Regions from separate parts of the Sus scrofa genome. Here region 1 is linked to region 2. The links are chromatin contacts, called in public HiChIP or PLAC-seq maps. All regions are on one chromosome and are shown on one strand. The core of a region is the stretch at or near the end of the contact, and the rest is flanking DNA. Distances in the headings are between cores, read along the strand shown. Region 1 overlaps LOC102166040 (a long non-coding RNA gene). Region 2 holds the start of MFAP3L (microfibrillar-associated protein 3-like).

Region 1 (2,700 bases), core at 162-2,661, 130 kb after region 2:
CATGTAACGCAATGTCCCTGTCCCTCTGCCCAGCCAGCTCCTGCTGGTTAGTGGCATTTGCTGCACCCCTGGGTGACTGCTCTGAAGCTGCCCGATGCCACCTATGAAGCTCAGCTGTCTCATTCTGACTCTGTCCAGAAAGGCTCAGCTTCCCCATCAACAATATTCTGGTCCTTCAAGACCCACACCAGCTCTCCCTGGGGTGCACTCAAGACTCCACTGTGGCCATGGTTTCACACCAGCAAAATAAAGTGAATTAAACCTAAGGGGGGAAAGACTAGCTTTACCAGCCAAGGCTAAACAACAGAGCAACAGAGACTTTCAGATAAAAAGAAAAAAAAAAGTAGTAAGAAATTAAATATTGATTAACGTACTGATTAAAAAGGAAAATTTTGCCAAGATAGCTTCCTGGACCTATGTGCCTCTAAGACATAGGTTCACATTTTTCAAACCAAAGATTGATAGGATTACCATGAGAAATGACAAATCCATAGTCTCAGAGAAGTTTTATACACCTCTCTCAGCAAGAGATAACAAAGAGTCAATAAATTACTTGATATATAAGAACTAAAAAACACTTAGGTAGCTGCTCCCAGATAATCTCCATGGAGAACAGGCTACATCCTGCCTTATGAAGAGGTTGCCTGAGAGAAACCCAAAACCACAGGACTCTACAGGGACTGGCCAGATGAGACCAGCTTCCCTTAAAAGACAGGGCTGGAAACAACCTTAGAGGGAAGGCTAAGAGCCTAGACAGCTGTAAAGAACAGCAGCCACAGCACTTCCGAAGGGGGAATATCAGAGACTCCAGGGAATGAAGTTTCCAGATGCTCAGTGGAACAGACTGCTAAGGTGAGGCACTGGGTCACGTCTGGTAGAAGTTTGATTAGCAAGGCTGTCCTGGGAGTTCCTGTGTGGCTCAGTAGGTTAAGGATCTGACATTGTCACTGTGAGAATGCAGGTTCTATCCCTGACCTCGGTGGGTTAAGGATCTGGCGTTGCTTTGAGCTGTGGTGTAGGTTGCAGACATGGCTCCAATTCGACCCTGATCCTGGGAACTTCCATATGGCACAGGTACGGCCCTACAAAGAAAAAAGGAAGGGAGGGAGGAAGGGAAAGAAAGAAAGTAAGAAAGAAGGAAAGAAAGAAAAGGGAAAAAGAAAGGCTGGCTGTCCAGGGTGATGGGGACACTCAGGCCAGACTCTGCTTGGTCCTTTAAGTAAAGTGGCCACTTCTTGGGGGGAGAATTTAGAACTTTGCAGATCAAACTGAAGGTTCTCCTGGGATTTTCACACATACCACAGACCCTCTTTCCCGGTTCACCCCAACCACCTCTTAGGATGCCTCGCTTCACAGCCAGGAGGAGGCTTGTAGAACAGATGTTGATGGTATTAGCTCAGCGGGGACCTCAGGGTCCCCGGGCCACACCGGTTTTCAGAGGGAAGGTGGGAGGCCAGGCTCCGACGCTCAGGCGCTGTGTCTCCAGACATGGGTTCCAGGAAATGAGGGCCGAGAGAGTAAAGTCTACTCTGGCTGGGGGGCTGCACAACGGAGATTAGAACTCCAGACCCCCTGGCCACTTCCTCTGGGTCATGTTGCTGCCTCGCTTCCTGTTTTTCCACTCAGGCAAATTGTGACATGAAATTTGAAAACCAGTCACCAGGCTAAAGAATGCAAGGTATTCAGGTCATTAAGGGCGTTGTTTACAAAGAGCCAGGACAATGCCGTCTACACGTGAAACATCCCCCTCCTGCGAAAGAGAGGTGAACTCCAGCTGCTGCGGCCAATGTCCTGCTTCATCGTGCGCTCAGATGACACTGTTGTCAAAACTAGACCTGTTTTTAGGAAGGCACACTAAAGTGCCCTTTGTTTTTTGGTTTTAACTTGACAAAAAACCTCACTACTTGAAACAGCAAGAAATGAATCCATCCATCCATCAACCAACCCAAACCTATATATTTTTGCCCAAGCCTTAAAATATATATTTACAATTTCAATAACATGTAGTGGAAGCACTGTGCTTTGTAAGAACTAAGGCATTTGATTCTTCCTGTCAAGCAGTAAACTAGAGACATTCGTCACAGCAGATGGCTTGTTCTGCCATATACTCATTTGTCATGTTGTTGCTTTCTGCTATTTGCTCATTTTTAGGCTCTACAGCGGGGATTTGTAAACTTTTTCCATCCAGGGCCAGAGAACAGGTGCTTTCCGCTGTGAGTCAAGCTCTCCCTGAGTGGGGGCACCTCTGCCTCCAGCACAGGGTAGTCCCCAAGGGAGGTAAGCAGAGGAGGGCATCTGGATTGGCCCCAAGCTGCAGGAGCAGGTCCCTGCTGGGCAGTACACTGTGCTGTGTGGCCAGAGGAGCGCCAGCCAGGTGTCAGCTTCAGCTTGGTGCAATTAAGCATCCTTCGTCTCTGCTCTGCATAACCCAACTTGCTTGTATGCTCTTCTCAGCGAGCAAAGTATAAGCCTTGTGGACGGGGACAACACTTTCTGAATCTGATATTCTCCATGATTCACACTTGAGGAAGGCACTCTGGCTGTACTATCCAACCACTCAGAATCAAATCCTGGTCTCACCACTGAAGAGCTGTGAGACCCTCTTACAAATACTGTGTAATTCTACTGACATGAGGTAGCTAGAGGAGCCACATTTATAGACAGTAGACTATTGACTGCCAAGGTCTGAGGGAGGGGGAA
Region 2 (2,700 bases), core at 33-2,532:
GTTCTGGGGAGAATGCGAAGCGGAGTCTCAGAGACTGAACTGCCTGAGGGAAAAGGAATGCGGCAGTGCAGAAAGACCCTGGAGCGAGGACATAGACCTTAGTCTCTGGCAAGAAAAAAATAAAGTAAAAATTTCGTGTCCTAGTGCAATTGTAAAGACTGCTTGTTAAGTATGAGAAAAGTATGAAGGGTTTAGGTTTCCTGAAAGAGAAACGAGCTGAAAGTTCTACGAGCTAACGTTGAAATAGGATTTCCAGTTCCTATCAGGCTGTGACTCACCTGCAGGCCAGATGCCCCTCCCCCGCCTTCCAGCCAGGTCCCCTGCACCTGCGGCCGGACCACGCACCTGCGCCTCCCCTGCGCGGTCCGACCCCGGGTCCCGGCAGCGTCCACCTGGTCGAGCCACGCTGCGCTGGAGGGCGAGCATGCTCAGTCGGGTCCTGACCCGCTTCTGAGGCAGGGCCGGCGGCTGGGGTCGCGGCGCTGCCCCGCGTGGCTCGCCCAGGACAGAGTGAGAAGAGGGAGCGCGGAGCGGCGTCAGCCGCACCCCGGCACCGCTCCTGCAGGAGCCCACAGCCGGCTCCCGCGGAGCAGAGGGCAATCCGCCACTCCGGATTTTCGCCGCAGCCGGGGGAGGGGCGGGGTCAGGAGTGGAGGGCGGGGCATGGGCGGGGGCGGGGCGGGGCCGGCCGGGGAGCCGAGGGAGGAGGAGCGGGTCCCGGGCCCAGGAACGCGCAGTCCTGCAGTCTGGAAAGGGGCCGCTCACACTGCGGGGCCGGGCCGCTCAACTTCTGCAGGCGCCTTGAAAAAATCGCCGCTCTTAATGAAAAAGCACCACAGTGTTCACTAGAAAAAAACTTACAAACTACAAATAGTCACAATAGGAGAAGCCTAGAATCCCGAGCCCGCCGCTCGCAAACCGCCGGTGGACGTCCTGCTCCTGCGGTTCCGCGCGCGGCGGGGCTCTGAAAGCGGGGGCACCGCGGCCTCACCGGGGCCCTGCTCGGGGTAGGTCCGAGTCGCGGGCCAGGGCCGGGTTCCGAACCCCGCAAGGCGGGATCTCGGGACCCTCTCCCGAAACTCTCGCCCGAGACTGCCGAGGCTCCCGTACTACAGCCCAGGGCAGGCGCCGCTGGGGAGCTGGGCACCGGGTCTGGCCTCCGGGCCGCGCTGACCGAGGGGCCGCCCCCCTCTCCCTGGCCCCTCCCCGGCGGGCCGGTCCACAGCCCCCGGCCTCGCCGCCCGCCCCGCCCCGCCGCGCTGCAGCGAAGACCCGGCGGCGCCGCGCTGCGCGCACTGGGCATGCTCCGCCCGGCTGCTCCTCTGCTCCGGGAGGCTGGGCTCAGCGAGGCTCTGCAGCCCGCAGCCCGCAGCCCGCAGCCCGCACGCCGGCGCGGGGGCAGAGGCGGCCGCTGGAGAGGTTGCCGGGCGTCGGCGCGGCGCGGCTCCCGGTCTGGCCATGGCGAGGAGCACGCGGCGGTCGCCGGGGTGGCGAGGCGACGTCAGGTTAGGCTGGCGGGGCGCGGGCGGGGGCTTGGGCGGCGGGGAGCCCCGCACCGCGTGGTGGCCGAGTCACCGCCAGCGCCGGGGCCGCGCAACTTTGGGGCACTCGGGCTGAAGGAGCCCGCGGCCGGGGCTGCACGCCGGGAGGCGCCCAGGTCCCTGCGGCGGGCTCCTCCTGGGTCGCAAGATGCTTCGGGATCCTTGCAGGAGCATCCGGCAGCGGCGGGTTGGAGACACTGTGTCCCAGGTTGCCGCTATAGCCCTCCTACGACTCGGAGCGTGGTATTCGCCGCACGCTGCCGAGGAGCCTCCCGGTCTCCGGGGAGAGGGAACGCCAAGCCGCGGCGGGGCCTTCGCCGACTATAGGTCACCTGGGTCACCGGCTCTCAGTGTCCCCAGAACAAGGAGGGGGGTGCAGGCCCTGAGTGCGGGTGGCACGTCCTGAGCCAGGCGGGCGCCGCGTCCTAGTGCCGCAGGGGTGCGGGGAACTGTGGGCGCCGGCAGCCGCCGCCTCCGCTGGAGCTCTTGGAGTTTGTCGCATTTGACTCCATAGCAAGTTGACATCGAATTGCTTCCTGGCGTGGAATGGGGAAATATGCTTCATCGGCTTAAAAAACAGAGTAATTGCAGAGCTGATTTATTTTAAGCTCGACCATTAACCAGTCTTCCCCTCCAAAAAACTTGAGCTTGCAAGTTGCAAGATTTATAAAGCAAGCTAGCAAAAAAGAAAAATGTTTGCAGGTCCCTTATCGTCTCACTGTAGAAAATAATGTATTATGGTTGAATTGTCATTGTGTTTAAGTATGCTTGTTACAGAAAAGTTGGATTACTGTAGCCATCTTTTTTTGCATTATTTTGGCTTTATAATAAGATTTGGAAACGTAGTTGCAGAAGCTCAATGTTTTTTGCAAAAGTTTTCTCACTTTTGTTTCTAAATGAAACACTTTTTTTCAGTTGCTACTATACGAACATAGTAAAATTGTCAGGGGGAAATGCAAGATGGAAGAAAATTTATTTTCAGAAGGGAGTAAGAACAGCATAGTTTTACTGGGCATATTATTTTCATAGAGAACGCAGTTTGTAGGTCCACCGCCATTTCTGTTGGTTATTTATAAAACACTTTTTTCCTTCATAAAACATCCTTACCATTACCATGCTTAGGATTACTGATTTTAGGAGGAAGGCAAACAATCCTTAT

Evidence for each region. HiChIP or PLAC-seq counts read pairs in DNA pulled down with a chosen protein or histone mark.
Region 1: an H3K27ac HiChIP or PLAC-seq map of skeletal muscle shows a contact between it and region 2, with 8 times the contacts expected there. The contact joins the enhancer-like site here to the promoter of MFAP3L in region 2. A contact is called at or near these places in 1 of 5 promoter capture datasets (liver), 12 of 47 Hi-C or Micro-C datasets (alveolar macrophages, epiblast stem cells, heart right ventricle and 5 more) and 1 of 2 datasets of contacts at active chromatin or transcription factors (skeletal muscle).

What each region holds. Positions count from the first base shown.
Region 1 is chr14:19,950,895-19,953,594 of Sscrofa11.1, forward strand. All of the region lies in intron 2 of LOC102166040 (a long non-coding RNA gene), which reads left to right. All of the region lies in intron 2 of LOC102165957 (a long non-coding RNA gene), which reads right to left. Among named protein-coding and RNA genes, the nearest start is that of MFAP3L, 130 kb to the left of the region's middle. Within about 2 kb of position 1,412, at least 5 of the 83 cell types and tissues checked have an H3K27ac peak or open chromatin away from gene starts, as enhancers often do. A contact at or near this core is called in skeletal muscle, where this site is marked.
Region 2 is chr14:19,823,854-19,826,553 of Sscrofa11.1, forward strand. MFAP3L (microfibrillar-associated protein 3-like) reads left to right here and starts at 1,283. Exons shown (of 4, transcript XR_002338663.1): 1 at 1,283-1,505.